Linked DNA regions of Sus scrofa: region 1 is linked to region 2. A link is a contact called in public Hi-C data. All regions are on one chromosome and are shown on one strand. The core of a region is the stretch at or near the end of the contact, and the rest is flanking DNA. Distances in the headings are between cores, read along the strand shown.

What was found. Hi-C and Micro-C count contacts between places; a contact is called where the count stands out from the background.
Region 1: a Hi-C map of liver shows a contact between it and region 2, with 12 times the contacts expected there. The contact joins the promoter of TMEM241 here to the promoter of C6H18orf8 in region 2. A contact is called at or near these places in 2 of 5 promoter capture datasets (fetal liver and liver), 16 of 47 Hi-C or Micro-C datasets (alveolar macrophages, blood, embryonic fibroblasts and 7 more) and 2 of 2 datasets of contacts at active chromatin or transcription factors (alveolar macrophages and skeletal muscle).

The regions. Positions count from the first base shown.
Region 1 is chr6:108,326,002-108,332,076 of Sscrofa11.1, forward strand. It overlaps TMEM241 (transmembrane protein 241), which reads right to left and starts at 3,737. Exons shown (of 16, transcript XR_002345438.1): 1 at 3,569-3,737; 2 at 44-90.
Region 2 is chr6:108,374,234-108,380,707 of Sscrofa11.1, forward strand. It overlaps C6H18orf8, which reads left to right and starts at 2,530. Exons shown (of 18, transcript XM_021096181.1): 1 at 2,530-2,802; 2 at 3,653-3,729; 3 at 6,200-6,284. The coding sequence starts at 2,701.

The sequences.
Region 1 (6,075 bases), core at 2,487-4,986, 47 kb before region 2:
GACCTTCCTACAAATGAATATAAAGAGCATAAAAGATACTCACCCTTGGAATAATGTAGGGTAGGTAAATTTCAAGACAGACAGGACATACTGAAAAAAAAAAAAACCAGATTAATGGATATTTTCATATTAGAATTGATAGACCATATATAATCAAAGAAATCCCTACTAAAGAAACATAAGTAGCAGAAATTTCAAAAAGGCTTTTATTCCTCCCAAAACATCATACACTGGTGTTAACCAAAAAAAAAAAAAAAAAAAAAGAAAAGAAAAGCCTTCCAATTCACACTAAAGAGAGGGGACCTGCTTTTCCCAGGGTCACCAGAAGCCTGACCACCTCTCAGTTGGGGACGGAGCAAAGTGAGACACAGAGCAACTGGGCCAGATGCTGTGGACACTCGACCATTCAACATCTTCCCAGACCCCAGGAGTGCCATGTTGTGACTACAGCAGCTCCAGAAAAAAAACAAAAATGAAACAGACGAACCCCTGGACACAGTCTGTTTTCTTGGAGTACCCACTTTATCTGCTGCCCACTTTACCTAAAAATCCATCTCCTTCTGTGTTTCTCTTCAAGCAAGAACTGCTCCATCCTAGTTTTTCTTTCCTTTGTTTTCCTTCCATATTTAGGGCTTTGTTTGGTTTTTGCATTCTAAGGATTTAATTTTTCCTAATTCTGCTTAGGTGTCTAACAATTTTTGGTGTGATTTTTAAAGGATTTTTTGTTAATTTTTCTAGTATTTATTATTTATTTATTTATTTCGCTTCTTAGGGCCACACCTGCGGCATATGGAAGTTCCCAGGCTAGGGGTCTAATGGGAGCTGTTGCTGCTGGCCTACACCACAGCCACAGCAATGCCAGATCCGAGCTGAGTCTGCAACCCACACCACAGCTCACGGCAATGCTGGATCCTTAACCCACTGAGCGAGGCCAGGGATCGAACCCACAACGTTATGGTTCCTAGTCAAATTTGTTTGCCGTGTGCCACGATAGGAACTCCTAAGTTTTGGGGTTTTCTTAAGGATTTTTAAAAGCCAACTCAGCTAAGACCAACTTATATTCCTATGACGCCTTTTAATCAAATTTAGAGTACATTATCACTTTGTCCTTTTGGGTGTCTTTTTCTATTTTTTTCTATAATTGAACACGAAGAACTTTTTAAAAGTCTAAGAACCATTAAATGCTTTTAAACAAGGACTCTTCTGATTCTTGGCATGATCTAAAAAGCACAAGAGACTGGTATTGGGGAAATTTACATTTCTATTTTTTCCTTCATGGATTAGTCAACACATAATTCCTCTTGCATGAGCTCCAAAATGCCCTAATTATGGCTCCCTGCCTGTCTATATTTGCTAGGTCTATATATACTAGGAATGGACTTTCATTCTTCTCTGAAGTCTATTTACTCACATCATTCAATATGTTCTTCTCCACTTTTACCTGCTATTTTCTTTGCAAAATGGAGACAGAGAAAGGATTAAGTGAGCCATCTGGCCACGTCCTGCACCGACCATAACAATCATGGAAATAACAAGTGCTCATTTATTGTGTGCTGAGCTTTGTCCTAGATACTGAGGGAGACAGAAAATGCTGAAGCTCTCACCTCACTTTGCTAAAGAATAGTGAACAAAACCATGGGAAAAGAAATCTCTGATAAATGGAATCTAAGTCCTAACCATCTCTCCTTTCAGCAGCCCCTCAAGCCTCTGAAGAGCGTTGCCCAGAGCAAAATGCTATGTGGTAGAAAAACAGGGAGCAGTTCTCAAGGAAAAGAAAGAACAAGGTGGGAGCCTTTGAAAGGAGAGAAGACGTGGACTCTGTCTCTGGGCTAAACACTGTGAGGGGACAGAGAGGTAGCTGCCTGGGCTCTGGACCTGGTTACTGCTGGAACCTCTCACAGGATGGAGGAACAGGCCAGCCCTCAAGGGCCAGGAAAGCCAAACTACTTGCTGTTCAAACTTCAAACAAAAATCAACCATACTTTTAAATAATTTAAATAAATGTGCAAGGTGTTTTTTGTTTAGCGATTTTCTTTCTAGAAATAGAAAAGAGCGTGAGGAGAAAACTACACAGAGAAATATGAAAATAAAGAAACTAGCATAGAATCTTTTAAAAACGGGAAGAGCACATCCTCTACTGTAGACACAAAAAATTCTTCACAGAGTTCCCTGGTGGCTCAACAGGTTAAGGACCTGCTTAACCAGCAGTTGTCACTGCTGCGGCTCAGGTAGCAGCTGTGGCATGCATTCGATCCCTGGCCCAGGAACTTCTGTATGCCTCAGGCTCACCCAAAAACAAACAAACAAACAACAACAACAACAAAAAAAACTTAACTAACTTAAAAGAAAATTCACTTGGCAGAGACTAGAGGCAGGAGAACCTATGCTGTGCCCATGGCACAGCTCCTTTTCCGTCTGGCTTCCACCTGGCCCACCCTCACCTGCCTTGGCTGCCACAAGGAAGTGAACCTGTCCTGGTTGAAACAATGGCATAATCTAAAAGGTACAAAGTCCCTACCCAGGGACCTGTTATCAACCTCTCTCACCCCTACCTGGACCTGTATCTCCTCTCCACCACCTCGATCCCATCCCCTTTCTCTTTCCACAATCTCCTCAACTCTTTGCAGATCTGATTCAGCCCCTAGCCTGGGAACTCCCATAGGCTGCAGGTACAGCCCTTGAAAAAAAGTTTAAGAAAATGCTACCTGCTAATAGTTCTTTTCCAGAGAGCAAGAAGGTTTTGTTTTGTTTTTCCTTAAGCGGGAGTGGGGAGAGAGCAGTAGGACCTTACAGTGGGGGAAGGTGGTTCTAGGCCCCCTATCACCACTTTGGCTTGGTGTGACCCCAAAATCCTGAACAGGGGTGATGGCCCACCCTAGCTTACAGGGGTCCAACATTTCATTGCATGGTACCAAATCCAAGGCCAGCTTCTCCCTCCTAACAAAACAAAAAAATAGTACCACTGTCTTTTTGTCTCTTCATCAAAAGGGTTTTTATGACATTTACTTTAAATAAAGTTTACATTTTATTTTTTTAAATAGTTCCATAAACAACCCTTGAATATACTGGAAGTGCCTAAAATGGAGACTTAGAAAAAACAGGTTTGGGAATCAGTAATGTACAGTGGAGATGGATTGATATTTTCTATTTAGAGTCTTTTGGAGCCCTGCGGTTTCTGGGGCAGGAGCTGTTTAGAAGAGGAGGTAGGATGTGTGTGATTTCTTCTCCTACTCCTCCTCCTCCTCCTCCTCCTCGGGGGAACAGAAGCCAATTGTTTTTCTTTCCCTAAAAAGTAGCCCACATATCCAAAAAATAAGTTCCTGGCAATTCACCGGTCAAAATGACCAGTTTTCCAAGAGATGTAAAGGATGCACTACAGGACGAGAAACGGGGACAGTACCTCCCAATAATCCTACTTCTAAAAGAGCATGGTACACAGTCGTTTTCTTCTCCATCATCATTAGAAACAAATCAGATAAAAAGCTGGAGGCAGCATCTGTTCCACGTCCGATTTAGGGACTCATCCCCCACCGGCAATTATCACCACCCCGCACCGCTCCCGCCTCACCTTGTTCGTGAGGTAAGAAGCCAGGTAGCAGGTACAAAACGTGAGGCCGACCAGGCACCTCCTCATGCACATCTGCCAATGTGCACCCCTTCCCGGGGACCCCCGGGAACCCCAAAGCCGCCGCGGGAGCCGGCCAACGCCGCTACTGCCAGGACCGCCACGTGGGTGCTAACTCCGCCAATCCGCATGGGGACCGCCTCTTAAAGGGGCCTCCGCTCAGCAAGCTCCCCCCTCCCCCCGCCCCGTCGGCGGTGGGTAGGGCGGCACCCAGCTGCCCGGGACTGCAGGGGGCAATAAGAGAGGCTACGACAGCCTGTGGAGCAAGCATGGATCTTTGTTACTGCAGAAAAGTAGAAGAGGGGAAAAGAAGCAATTGACAAAACAATTCACAATCTATTACCATTCAAAAAAAAAAAAAGTGTTTATAGCGCTCTCTGATGGGACCAGAACGTTATTTGTGCTTTACTGAATTTTCCCAATTTTCTACACTGAGTCTGTATTACTTTAGCAAATGACACCCAAAAAAGCTAACAACAAAAGTATTATTTTAAAAGAAGGAAGACTGAGAGTGGAGGAAATATAACGAGTATAGTTTTTTCTGTAGGGGAAGTAAAAAGCCCTTTAAAATGTCCATAAAATAAATTCTTCAAGTACAAGCAAGCACAGCCGCTCTTCGTAGTCTCTAGCGTGGAAAAATTACCCACTTAGGCTTGGGGCCGATAATAGTAAGTATGCACGAAAACATACTGATGGACTTTGTCAGGATCTAGAGGTACAGGTGTCTCCACCTGTAGAAACATACAGATTTTTAGAAATAACCCAAACACCTGGAAACCTTCACTTTTTTAAATCAGTATTCCCAATGTGAAATTGCTTATCAAGCTATATTATCCAATACTAGATATATTGTCTCCACCTAAGACACAATTAAACTAAAAAGTTAGGATTTCCTCTACATTATTTTAGAAAACCTGTTTCAGAGCTAAATAGTCCTTACAAAGAAAATTTTCCCTAATAGAATTTGCTTGAAATTAATGGTTGTTATTTACCTGAGATTTCCCTGAGCTCTTTTAGGAGATGAATAAATTCGATTTGAGCCTTATTATTTCCTAGCTATTGGGTTTTTGTTTTGTTTTGTTTTGTCTTTTGTCTTTTTAGGGCTGCACCCACGGCATACAGAGGTTCCCAGGCTAGGGGTTGAATTGGAGCTGTAGCTGCCAGCCTATGCCAGAGCCACAGCAATGCTGGATCCAAGCCGCATCTGCAACCTATACCACAACTCACAGCCACGCAGATCCTTAACCCACTGAGTGAGGCCAGGGATCAAAGGGCAACCTCATGGTTCCTGGTCAGATTCGTTAACCCCTGAGCCACCACGGGAACTCCCCTAGTTATTGTTTAACTTGTTTTCTTTGACAAAATTTGTTTAGCAATCAGGAACAACCAGAAGTAAAGAACCACACAAGGGAGTTCCCGTCGTGGCGCAGTGGTTAACGAATCCGACTAGGAACCATGAGGTTGCGGGTTCGATCCCTGCCCTTGCTTACTGGGTTAACGATCCGGCGTTGCCATGAGCTGTGGTGTAGGTTGCAGAGGCGGCTCGGATCCCGCGTTGCTGTGGCTCTGGCGTAGGCCGGTGGCTACAGCTCCGATTCAACCCCTAGCCTGGGAACCTCCATATGCCGCGGGAGCGGCCCAAGAAATAGCAACAATAACAACAACAAAAAAGACAAAAAAAAAAAAAAAAAAAAAGAACCACACAAATAGAAGTTGACATTTGTAGCATAAGTGCTAATAGATCTTGCTAGGGGTATTGGTTTTTCCAAAACTGCATTATTTTGTTCCACAAAATGAACTAAATTAAGGCTGTATAAAATAAAATCATCGGGGCTTACACCAACAAACAAGCTGCTGTATATGACTAAGTTAGACCTTTTATATACAAAAAAAGTTTTAACTACTTTAGTGAGATCTTGAGCTCAAAGGGCCATAGTTAGAAATTTACTTTTTGAAAATTGATCTATAAGTACTCAATTAATGTTTATTGAATTAAAAAAAGAGGGGGTCTTGGATTAAACAATACCTTGTGGGTTCCTCCCCCCCACAAATCTTTCTTAATAATAAATTTTTTGACCACACAATGGAGAATTCTCAAAAATGGCAGAAGCAGCTGCATACATTTTGAAACTCCCTAAATTCCCCTTAAAATGTAATATCAATATCTCTTATGACTATGGATGCAAAAATCCTCAACAAAACACCTAGCAAATAGAATAAAATAGAAATATACACCATGACCAGTGATTTATCTCAGGAAATAAGGTTGGTTTAACATCTGAAAATCAATTAATTTAATACCAATAGAATAAAGGACAAAAATCACACCATCATCTCAGCAGAAACAGATAAGGCATTTGACACAATTCAACACCCTTCTGGGAGTTCCCTGAGGGTCAGACAGTTAGGCCTCTGTGCTTTCACTGTTGTGGCCCAGGTTCAATCCCTGA
Region 2 (6,474 bases), core at 1,280-3,779:
TAGGGCGATGAGGCAGGAAAGTGGAGAAGGCAAGGTGTTGCAGAGAACCGGAGAACCAGTAGGATGCAGGACCCTGGGCCATCTGCACTCCCACTGGTGCCCTCTGCCAGCTGGGTGGCTCCTCCAGCTTCAGGTGCGAAAAAAGCAGGTGGTTGAGGTCATCCAGGGCTGAGGCTTTGCCAGGCAAGTGCAACCAGGACAGAGGAGGAAGGACGCCAAGTGTAATGGCAAAAGTAGTACTGGAACAGGAAAATGTTACTGCGGCTAAATGAGGAGAGAAAAGAAGAAAGGAGAGGGTGATAGACCAGGCATAGAGGAAGGGACAAAGGGCCGAGGATCCAGGAGATGGTGCAGAAAGGCAGGGAGTGGGATGGATTGACCACAGGAATGCTGGTAGGTGATGGCAGGAAGTGGTGGAAGGATGCTGTAATCCTGGTTAATAGATGACAGAGGCAGGTCAGGCACAGCCAGCTAGTAAGGGCCTTAAAGGAGCAAGTTTTGTTTTTCTTTTCTTTCCTTTGTTATTATTTTGTAGGGAGACGAATGCCTCCATCTTCCACGTGTAACCCCCCCAGCTCCCCTAACTCTTGGTCTCACCCCACCTCCTCTTGTCTGGATACTCCTCTTCTCTGCATATCCCATTTCCTTCCATGCCAAGATGCTTTGGTCCACTGTTCATAGACGTGGTCCTCCAACTCTGCCTCAGGGTCCCTGGGTTCTGCAAACTCCTGGCCACCACACCAGACTTGCATGGTTCTTACGCGAAGTAGAGTTGGAACAGCCTTGCTCTTACTTTCATTTAAAATACCTAACTCATCCCTACATCCTTCCACCCAGAGCCACCACTACCTCCATCCCTCTTCTCCCCTCAGAGGCAAGAATCTCCAGTACAGTTACGATGGATTTTTCGCTGGCTATCACCCTGTTCTCACTTCCCATTCTCACTTCCACCTCCCACCCCTGCAGCAATGATGTTCCTTTGGAAACACCCCTGGGGTAAAAACAGAGGCCACTTTTCAGTGCTCTCCTTAGCTCCCTTCTCGAAGACTTTGTCAAAGCGCACTGAACTTCCTCCAGAGACAAATCCCTCCCTGGTTTTCTGTCTACTTCCCTGGCAGGCTCTCCTCATTCTCCTTTACCAATTCCTGGACCTGGCCTCTAAAGGTTGGTTTTGTGTGTGTGTGTGTGTGTGTGTGTGTGTGTGTTTCATTCTCCTGTCATAGTAGAGCCTTTGCAATACCATGGCTTCAAATACCATGTATATTCCAATAACTCCTAATGTCTATCTCCAGTTCTGTCACTCTTCTGATGAGCTTTAGGCCTATATATCCTAGTTGTGTAGCTGTCATTTCTCCTTGGATTCACATGTCCAAAACTCAACTCCTGATATTCCCTGCCAAACTTCTCAAGCCTCATATCTTTTTTTTTTTTTTTTTTTTCTTTTTAGGGCTGCACCACTGCACATGGAAGTTCCCAGGCTGGGGGCTGAATTGGAGCTACAGCTGCCAGCCTACACCACAGCCACAGCAACACCAGGTCTGGAATCTACACCACAGCTCATGGCAATGCTGGATCCTTAACCCACTGAGCGAGGCCAGGGATTGAACCCACATCCTCATGCATCCTAGTCGGGTTCATTACCGCTGAGCCACAACGGGAACTCCAAGCTTCAATATCCTAATGGTGACAAAATCCATCAGGTGGGAGTTCTTGTAGTGGCTCAGCGGTAACCCGACTAGTATCCATGAGGATATGGGTTTGATTCCTGGCCTTGCTCAGTGGGTTAAGGATCCGGGTGTTGTGGTGAGCTGTGGTGTAGGTCGAAGACCTTCTGGAACCCCAAGCTGCTGTGGCTGTGGCTAGGCTGGGAGCTGCAGCTCTGATTAGACCCCTGGCCTGGGAACTTCCATATGCTGCCGGTGCAGCCCTTTAAAAAAAAAAAAATCCATCATGTTGTTGAGAATAGACACTTAGGTGTCATTCGTGATCTTCCCTTCTTGCCTTCCAGCTCTGTCTCTATCCCTTGGAGAGGAGCTTCCACACCTACTCCCCACTAAATGTCAAAGCCATCAAAAATGGCTTTCTGACCCGCAATCTAAAAAACAGGTTTTCCCGTTGCCTGGTCACAGCATCTGGGTGCCGACCATAGCACTCATCTCCCTTACTAAGCTTCCAGAGGCAGGCTCAAGAAGCCCTCCCGAGAGAAAGGATGTTTTCTCCAGACCCGGTGTGTGGGTGCGGGGCAGCCCTGCCCCACGCGAGCATCAGGCCCTAAGCAAACTTCCCAAGACAGAGTAAGAGCCAAGCTTCGCTAACTCCAGGGTTAGTTTGGCTGGGATCCGCAACCCAGGAAACCGCCCTAGGCACCTGGGCTTCCGGGTTTACGCTGCAGTCTGCAGCCATCCGCACCCGGAAAGGGGAGGAGCCTCCCGAGCAGAAAGGGGCGTGGTCTCGGCTGGTGGGCCCCACCGCAGCGGGCGGGCCGGCCGTCGCCAGTTTAAGCGCGTAGAGCCGATGATCACGTGCTAGAGGCTGGGGGCGTGGCACCAGGAAGAAGCCTCCAGGCCCTTGAGGTCGCCACCTCCCCCGCTGTCCCCTTCGCCTCTGCTGCACAGCCGGTTTCCCAGCGCCCGGCACCTCTCACTCAGCTTCACGCTGGCGGCAGCCTCTGGATCCCCCGCCGCTGCCGCGGCTCCCGCTATGGGCGAGGAGAACTACTACCTGGAGCTGTGCGAGCGGCCGGTGCACTTCGAGAAGGCGAACCCGGTCAACTGCGTCTTCTTCGATGAGGCCAACAAGCAGGTTTGGGCAGGCCCTCGCCTTGTTCCCCGCGCAGCGCCGCGCGCCCTGCCGTCACCTCACCGGTGTCCCGCGCGTCGGGGCCGGGCGCCGGGCGACCAGGCCTTGGGCCTCCCCTGCAGTGCGGGCGCGGGACCCTCATCAGGCCTTTCCTGTGGGGTGGCCGAGGGACCAGGCTCCGCTGCGGCCGGGGCTTTCGCCCCCGAAGTGACAGCTCGGGTGGACACCCCCCCGCCGCACCGACCCTGCCCCCCCCCCCCCCGGCCGCTGTGGTCATCTATTAGCAAGCGGATCTTTCCCCGGCGCCGTTTGTTGTCTCTTTGCCATCCGTTCCGTTTCAAAGATTTAGATCCTCAGGTTTTCTTTATTACCGGAATTTAAAGGTAGGGGGAGTAGGGTGGCGGATAAGCAGGGTGTGCCTAAGTGCATCCGCGGCGCCTTTGCAGAGACGGATTAAAACTTGCAGCCTCCTCGGATGTCTAGTCACTTGTGATGGAACATGATGATGTGAGACAATAGAATGTGTACATGTATGTGTAACTGGGTCACCATGCTGTACAGTAGAAAAAAAATTGTGTTGGGGAAATAACAATTAGACAAAACGAAACAAAACACAAAAAAACCCACCTTGCAGCCTCTGGACCAACCCGGTCTTGCCCAGGAATGGTAGCCTCTTTTGGTCTCTATTTCTTAAAATTCATGCCGGCACCAGACATCTGCGATTGATACGTGCCGCGCGTTAGTTTAGTTGAACCAAGGTTGGGGTGTAGCAGAAATCATCATTACAGGTAGGTATGTGTGTCTAGAGCCTTTCAAAGTTCGAACCATTAACGTTGCTGCTTTTCCCTCTCAGGTTTTTGCTGTTCGATCTGGTGGAGCTACTGGCGTGGTAGTTAAAGGCCCAGATGACAGAAACCCCATCTCATTTAGGTATCTATTGACGTTTTCAGGATATTTCTATCTGGGAACAAGATGGTGTGTTTATTTTTGTTTCTCTTTCAAAAAAAGGTTTTAAATGTTGTGCTTTGTCTTCCCTAAGAGATCTTAAGTCTGTGTGGCGGCAGGGGTGGGGGGTGGGGTGGGAACGGATGGGGGCATGGGGATGGGGGGCACACCGCTATCTTTAGGAAGAGGAAAGCAGACACCTGCAGGGCAGTCTTGGTGGCATGCCCTAGCACTTCGTATGGAGTCCTTCCCTGTTGTTTTGGGATCCAGCTACACCAATGTAAGGCACCTACTTCCTGGCACTTGAAATTAACCATGCAGGGCATTGATGTGTCTGTTTCTGGTTTCTTGACAAAGGAGGGCCTGCATTTCCTCTTTTGGCCCAGGGTCTTTCCAGAGTGTTTGGGAGGCAGAGAAGATTTCTGGGTCATTGCTTCCCATGTCATAATGTATATTAAAATCTCAGCTTCCACTAGGCTGAAGGTGGCTGGATGCCCCAGTTTATGCAAGTTGAACCAGTGTAATTATGAATAGCAGCCCCTTTCACTTTCAGCAGTATCTCAATTTGGGTGATAAACTATCTGGTCACCTTAACCCTTGTGATTACAGAAGGGGAGAAAGTACAGTGTCGGCGCTCAATTCAGTGGTGACTTCGAAAACATTTTAAATTTGGCCCATGTTAATAGGAAACAGTTTTTGAAGTAGAAAATGAATCAGGAGTTCCCGTTGTGTCGCAGTGGTTAACAAATCCGACTAGGAACCATGAGATTTCAGGTTCGATCCCTGCCCTTGCTCAGTGGGTTAACGATCCGGCATTGCCGTGAGCTGTGGTGTAGGTTGCAGACACGGCTCGGATCCTGCGTTGCTGTGGCTCTGGTGTAGGCCGGTGGCTACAGCTCCGATTCGACCCCTAGCCTGGGAACCTCCATATGCTGTGGCAGCGGCCCAAGAAATAGCAAAAAAGACAAAAAAAAAAAAAAAAAAAAGAATCAGCTTCTTCTTGGCAAACACTGATCGCAGCCCCTGTGCTAGGCGCCAGGTATGTGAAGGCCTTTAGATTGCCTGGCCCCCTTTTGGAAAACTCATACCCTTAGTGTGGGAGGCTGGTAAGCGGACACATACTGTTTACTGTGGTAGATGCTATAATCGCGATCTGTTCAGATTGTGACCTCACAGAAGACATGGACGTTTATCCTCAGGTGGCCTGGGGAGAACCACTACCCAGGAGGCTTTTTTCAAGCTTTGAGCAAGACTTGAAAGGGAGGATTCTGGGCAGAGGAGAGAGGAGGCTCCCAGATGGAGAGAAAAGGAGGCAGGCAGGCATCATGAGTTGTGGGGACCCCAAGTTCAAACCTAACTGAAGATTAGGTTTCATGCAGGGAAGGGGTGGGTGGTGCTGTGGCCATTGGCAGTGGTGGACTCAAACGTCTATATTCTGCTGTGGAATTCAGTCTTTCTCTTGTTACTGAGGATAAAGTTGGGGCGTGGCACAGAGGTCACTCTTTGGGAAGAGCACACTGTTGCAGCATTGAAGCTTGATTAGTTGGGAATCTGTCAGAGTCAGGATACTATTAAGAGACGGTTGCTGTAGTCTGAGCAGGTGCGGTGAAGACCAGCCTGAAGGCAGTGTAGATGGGCATCGACTCGGTGGTTGCTTGGGTGTGGAAAGTTGAGGCCATGATGATCCAGACTGGGGAGGCTCAGGAAGGCTTGAGCGGGGCAGGGACTCGGGGGAGATGCTAAATTTACCCTCTTTTAAAAACGTTTATTTTGAATAGCTTTATTATGTTCTAATTATCATTAACTGCATATGTTTGACATGCAATTGATGGGTTTTGACATGGGTGTCCATGAAACCATCCCCACAATCAAGACAGTGAACAACTCCTTTTCTCCAGGAGTTTCCTCTGTGACCCATCCCTTGGGTTCCCCAGGAACACCTGTTTGAGGCCTTTGTAAGACCCAGGGGGAGCCGTCCTGGGCAGTGCAGCCTGTTGGCTATTGGGCCGGAAAGAGTAGATACTTCTTTCAAAAGCGCTGCTGTACTTAAATCAAAAATAAATAAACAAATAGTTCACAGCTGCTAGCATCTCAAAAGAAAAAAAAAAGAAAGCGCTGATGTGAGGGTGATGGAGAGAGAGCAGCAGCCTGTGAAGGTTCCTGTGGGGGTATAGATTTATTTACATCTGAAAGGAGCCTCAGGTGAAAGTGAGGTCTCAATTCTTCAATCACTTGTTGCTTGCAGTTCTGTCGATTTCTCCAGCCACTTGTTGAAAAGGACTTTGTTATTTGAAAAGAGGTCTGACTGAGAGCTTCAGAAACATGGTTTGAATTTTCGACTAAGATTTGCTGCTTTCTGAATATTTAACTTGGCTTTTTTTTTCCCTCGCAAAATGATAGAAGCTAGAATGCAGTTAGGAAGTGTAAGCTCATAGCCTGTTCTTTCTTCTTAAAGGATGGAGGACAAAGGAGAAGTGAAATGCATCAAGTTTTCCTTAGAAAATAAGATATTGGCTGTTCAGAGGACCTCCAAGACCGTGGTAAGACATAGCTTTAAATATAGGGTGAAGAAATGAAATTGACCCAACATTGTAAATCAACTACACTTTAATAAAAAAAATTCAGATAAGTAAATATAGTATGAAGAAATGGACATTAGAGGTACATTTGGAAGAGAATGTGCTACAGAATATACAGTGTTAGAGGAACCATTATTTTCTTTTTCTTTCT